Linked DNA regions of Mus musculus: region 2 is linked to region 1. Evidence: chromatin contacts called from public promoter capture Hi-C data. All regions are on one chromosome and are shown on one strand. Each heading gives the region's core, a stretch centred on a gene start, on an enhancer-like site or on the middle of the called end of the contact. The rest is flanking DNA. Distances are from core to core; before and after follow the strand shown. Region 1 has its middle 19 kb from the start of Gm30310. Region 2 holds the start of Nubp1 (nucleotide binding protein 1).

The links. Promoter capture Hi-C pulls out the DNA fragments that hold promoters and counts their contacts.
Region 2: a promoter capture Hi-C map of liver shows a contact between it and region 1, with 4 times the contacts expected there. The contact joins the promoter of Nubp1 here to the enhancer-like site in region 1. A contact is called at or near these places in 6 of 39 promoter capture datasets (the 3T3-L1 cell line, 3T3-L1-derived adipocytes, the SN4741 cell line and 2 more), 1 of 484 Hi-C or Micro-C datasets (embryonic stem cells) and 4 of 115 datasets of contacts at active chromatin or transcription factors (acute myeloid leukemia, embryonic stem cells, large pre-B cells and 1 more).

What each region holds. Positions count from the first base shown.
Region 1 is chr16:8,861,003-8,863,884 of GRCm38.p6, reverse strand. No RefSeq gene overlaps it. Among named protein-coding and RNA genes, the nearest start is that of Gm30310, 19 kb to the left of the region's middle. Within about 2 kb of position 1,449, at least 157 of the 459 cell types and tissues checked have an H3K27ac peak or open chromatin away from gene starts, as enhancers often do. A contact at or near this core is called in the SN4741 cell line, liver and pancreatic cancer cells, where this site is marked.
Region 2 is chr16:10,410,441-10,413,322 of GRCm38.p6, reverse strand. It overlaps Nubp1 (nucleotide binding protein 1), which reads right to left and starts at 1,385. Exons shown (of 11, transcript NM_011955.2): 1 at 1,328-1,385; 2 at 1,149-1,253. The coding sequence starts at 1,346.

The DNA of each region.
Region 1 (2,882 bases), core at 200-2,699:
GGGTGGTAGAAATAATCTGCATCTTCCTCGTTAAGGAGCCTTTCCTTCCAGATACTGGTCCCCTCAGTACCCCATGCAAGCATGTTATTAAATACCCAGAAACGTGGGTTTCCTGGCATTCCAAAGGTTCTAGAAACCCAAATGAAGGTAGAAGCTTCAGGAATAGGTTTAAAAGGGGGTTTAGATCCAGCAGGCACTAGCTAGCACTGTACTGAAGGTGGAGGGAGTGCTAGAAACACAGGCAACCTGTTCATGGTGATAGTCTCATTATGCTTCCCACACACACCTATAAACAAGCCAGTCTTCTCATCTGGGTACATGGTCCACCTCAACTCTCTTGGAGAAATGTGCCACAGTCATCTCAAAGGATCCACTAGGACCCTCTGATATGCTATCAGGCAGGAGCACTTTCTACATCGTCCTTCACACCTGAAATGGTACTTTTGGTTACTGGCTTGCAAGAACAGATGTTTGTGAATGATCTTTAAAGGTAGGGCATCCAGCCTATAACAGGATTTCAAAAGTGATGAGCTGGTTGGCTGGGCAGTGGTGGCGCACGTCTGGAATCCCAGCACTTGGGGGGCAGAGGCAGGCAGTTTTCTGAGTTCGAGGCCAGCCTGGTCTACAGAGTGAGTTCCAGGACAGCCAGGGCTACACAGAGAAACCCTGTCTCGCAAAACCAAAAACCAAACAAAAAAGTAATGAGCTGCAACTGTGCTTCTGTATCTAGGACCTGGTGAGTTTACTGCAATGGCTGGTGCAGTTTAGAACCAAGTCTTCTCTGCTGGATCCATCAGACTTGACCTTAATTCCGTTTCCCTCATAGCAGGTGTGGCTCCAGAAGACCTGCCCTAGATGAACTGCAGAGCAGAAACTCACCTGTACCTGTACATACAAACCCCCAAGTATAGTGTCATTTAAAAAACATTAAAACAAATGTCAGGACTCAGAACTTCCTTTTATTTAATTCACCTTTATGCCGAGAAAAGCAAGGGAGCAATGCTCAGTAGACAGAGCATACCCACAAGAGCGCCAGGCTGAGCATGCACAGACCTGAAGCCCTAGCTCCAGGTTCTCTGGATTTAACTCTCCTTCCCATGTCACCATCTGCCAGGAAAATTCCACTGCAACACTCTGGGGGTAACCTACAGCTTGCCTGTGGTTAGGGCAGAGCGCCTGAAGGAAGGACTCCAGGGGCAGGATGGTCAGCAGAGACCTAGGCCCGAGGGCAGCCAATTCTCAGGTTTAGTTAAGAGTCCAGGACTTTAAGCCAAAGACTTCAGTGATCAGGGAAGTAGATGCTGTTCTGCCCCAAACCTTTGGTCTCTATATGCTTGTAATCAATCACAGGAAGTGAATCCAGGAATGTTTTAAACCACAGGAGACACAGCACTGCCAGGTCATATCGGGTGAGTCATACCACAGCCTCTGACAGTGGCAATGCCAACTTCCTCCTGACCAGCCCAGTGATTAAGCCTGCCCCAGAGAAATGCAATGATCACAGTGGCTTCCTCCAAGCCTAGGGCCTGATGAGCCTAGTGCCAATGGTCACCTACAAAGAACCTAGCAAGGGGCCAGCCCAACACCCCTTCTGCAGAACTGTCAGCAGCTCCCGAGTGGTGGTTCTTTACTTACAGAGCTTTGAGTATCTTTAAGAAGAAAACAATACCTAGTTTTTCTGGGGTACAGCTTGAGAAAGGCTGCTTCTAATACACAAAGTTGAAACTATGAAATTGGAGAGAAGAGTGTTTTAGAATTGGAGGCTGGAAACTGGAACAGAATCCAAGAGACCAAGGAAAATTTGAGATGCCCACATCAGAGGGTATCCAAGTGTCTATTGACATCTTCACCATGTAACAGGATCCAGGAAGGGCTGAAGGTAAGTAGCTAGGGGCAAAACTGGATTTTCATCCACACCTCACCAACCCAAATCCATGCTTCTAATCACACATGTTCTATAGTTCTTAGCAATCTAAAGGCCCAAGGTGTGTGTGTGGGGGGGGGGGGGACCTTTTATGAAAACTTTTGAGTTTTGTTTTGTTTTGAGACAGGGTTTCTCTGTGTAGCCCTGGCTGTCCTGAACTAGACTAGGCTGGTCTCAAACTCAGAGATCACCTGGCTCTACCTCTGGGACTAAGTGAGTGGGATTAAGGCATGCTTCACCATCATCTGGCTTTTTAAAACCACATTTCAATCTATTTCCTCATCCAGGAACTATCCATACCCACCCTAGTTATTGCTGGGTGTTACTAGTCCAGGACCCAGGTTCTCACGATGAAGGTGATGTTGCTATGGCATCATACAGCATGTTCAGCAAGTACCCAGGAAACTACAGAATCCATCCTCCAGTCGGGCAGTGGCACACGCCTTTAATCCCAGCACTTGGGAGGAAGAGGCAGGCGGATTTCTGAGTTCAAGGCCAGCCTGGTCTACAGAGTGAGTTCCAGGACAGCCAGGGCTACACAGAGAAACCCTGTCTCAAAAAAAAAAAAAAATCCATCCTCCAAAAAGGTGAATGCCGAGTCTGAGGCTTATCAGTAGAAGCTGTGAACATGTGTATGTACTCTTGACTTTCTTGAAGGAGTTATTTTTCACTGGAGATCATTGGTCCACAATGTGAAAAACCGAGATGAGCAAGAGGCAAGCCTTCCTGCACTTACTCAGTGTATTCCGTAACCCACACAGTTCTATTCAACCTTAAAACACTTGCAGCTACACAATATTACTGTACCCCAAGAACAGAGAGCAATGGTCTAAGAATCTCCTCAAATCTCCACTACAATTCCTGGGTGGACTTAGGGATATGTGCATTCTTTTTTTTTTTTTTTTTAAAGCTAGATTTGGTTCTTTTTTTTTTTTTTTTTTTTTTAAAGATTTATTTA
Region 2 (2,882 bases), core at 136-2,635, 1.5 Mb before region 1:
GGACTACTACTGGCATCTCGGATGATGGATGCTAAGTGTCTTAAGCACAGGTTAGGCCCAGTACAAGGGATGATCAACTCCAATGTCCCCAGGGCTGCAGATGGGAAACTCACAGGCTCTCAGAAGCAACCATCCCAGCAACGTACTGGGTTTCCAATGTCACGTCTTGTTTCAAATCTTTACAGACTACACTGTGGGGAGACTGGTCTTCACCATGAGGGCATTCTTGCTCAAGATCAGTTTTCAGGAGACTCAACAACCAAACCCAGCCTCTCTCTGAAAAGCCTTCCTTCCAGCTAGGCTTTCAGTCCTCCTCGCCCTGGAGATGGCCCCTCACAGTGCTGATCCCTGGTGAGTTTAACGTGCCTGCTCCTGCTTCCTCCCCACTTTGCTCTCAGTCCCCCATCTGTCTCTCCACTGAGATAATGAACATTCATGTCTGCTGAAAGATAGACTCCTTAACAGGAGGGTCCTTCTCTCTGCCACAGAGAGAGCAGAGCCTCTGTGACCTGTGATGGACATGTGCCAGGACTCAGGCCTGAAAGATCTCAGTATTTTTCCATTCTCCTCTCTGTGCTTGGCCTTGTGGATACTGAGGTAGCGGTTATTACTTAAGCCCTGTACCTGCCCGACATCACTTTTATCTATTCTATCCTTCTTTGAGGTCCTATTTACTGATTTTTTTTTTTTTTTTAATAAAGACAGGGTCTCATCTAAGCCCGGGGTTAGCCTCTTAAATGCTGAGATTACAAACATGTGCCAACACACTCGACCTAATGTTCGTTCGTTCATTCATTCATTCATTCACTGATTCATTCATTCACTCATACAGGGTCTCATCCTGTAGTCCAGGCTGGCTTTTAACTTGTAGCCATCCTCCTGCTTCTGCCCCTCAAGTTCCGGGGGAACAAGCCTGTGCCGCCAAGCTTATTTTAATGCCCCCTTCGGTTCCCTGTCTACCGCAGATCAGACTAAACCTCCATTTCCATCACTGTTTTTCCGCTATTTGATTTTTAAAACCTCCCTCTCGCTCAAGCTCCGCCTTCTACGCCCTCCCCCCAACCAATTAGAATACTGCCCACTAGCCGCTGCCATTCACCCTCAAGTCCCGCCCCTTCCACTTCCTGATCTGCCCGCCGCTTCCTCACCGGGATCCGGAGCAGCGCCGGCTCCGGATGCGCACAGCCTCTGGTTGGGGCATCCCTGGCACGAGGCTCCTCGGCCGGCCTGGGCGCTGTCGGCCCCGGGGCAGCCTGCGGGAAGACGAAGGCACAGTCAGAGTGGTTCGGTCCCAGCGGGACCACCCACACGTCCTGCGATAGCTCACCGTGGGGCGCCTCCTCCATGCTGCCGCTCTTGCCCGGGCTGCGCTCGCCGGAACCTCAGGGGCGTGTTTCCGCCTCGCAGGTCCAATCTGACCCCCCGGCCGCGGGAACTGTCTCGCCAGACCAGGACTGCGCACGCGCAAAACCGTGTGTGCAGTGGGTGGGATTCCTATGCCTCTTCCCGCTAAAACAGGGCGAGACTCAGAAATATATGATACCTGAGCAAATGAAGTGGCTCTAACGATTAAAGATTCTGTTGAGCCAGCCTGTATCCAAATCCCAGAACTCATAGGGAAAGCGAGGATGGACTCTTACACATAATGCAGGTTTTTGATTCTGTTTTTGTTTTTGTTGTTGTTTTGTTTTTTTAAGTATGGTTTTTGTCGCCAACGAACGTTATTCTCCGTGGCCTCAGTGTTGATGCAGTACTACTAATAAAAGTACAATCAATGTCAATATTTACTCAGTTTCAAATAATCTGCCCTACCCTAGATTCTGTTACAGGCTGGGATTGTGGCTCAATTGGTAGAGTGCTTGATCTATCATGCATGAGGTCCTATATTTAGTCCCCAGCACTGAAACAATACAGATCCAACAAAACACTTTGTCCGTCCCTCTCTATTTCTTCTCTGTTCTCCTCTCCTCTCTTCTGCTCAAGCTGATCTTGAATTAATGATTTTCTTGCCATGTTTGGCTAAGAGGGGAGACTTTATAAAGGGGTGTAGCTCAGTGGTAGAGTACCTGTCCAGCAAGTGAAAAGCCATAAATTCAATCGCCAGCAGTGTAAGTTCTCATTTGATCCTCCTGCCTCCGTCTTTCAGTTGCTGGGATTACAATGTGCACCACCAGCATTCCTGGGCTGACACCCCCGCCCTCTTAAAATTGCTGTGCTATTTAGAAAAATACTTTGTTTTGTGTTTTGTTGCTTCCCCTCAGATCTGTTCAGTGAAACCTCTTCAAACCCACTCCTGTGCCCCCACTGGGAGCTTTCCCTAGCTTTCTCTCACTTCTGCAGGTCCCCACTGTCCTTGCTGCTACCATTTCTCCTGTATGTGTCTGTGAGTGTTTAGACAAATGGCCTGTCTGTGTCTGTGGAGCAGTGTTTAGACTCCATGAAGACATCCTGTCCATGGTCACAGCCATGGGAGCTTGGCTGCATGCAACTTTGGCACAAGATGGTGGTGGTTGTTACTGTTTTCATTGAACGATTCTAAATATTTTTCATTTATTTTTGAGATTATAATTACATCATTTCTCCCTTCATTTTCCTTCCCCCAAACCTTACCACCTCTCCTTGCTGTTTATCAAATTCATGGACTTTTTTTTTTTCATTGTTATTGTGACAGGGCCCCAGACCTTAGCACAACTGACTCCATGATGGAAGTGCCATTCAGGCTGTAACACTCAGCACATAGACAGCAGCACCTGCCAAAATGAAAACAAAGACCTAATCCACCAAAGTCCATGACTCTGGGAAAGTCTCTAACTGTACTAACCTCTCTTTTTTGCTTCTGTAGAGCTGATTCTGGCTATCTGTTCTTGTTACTGAAGTAGGTT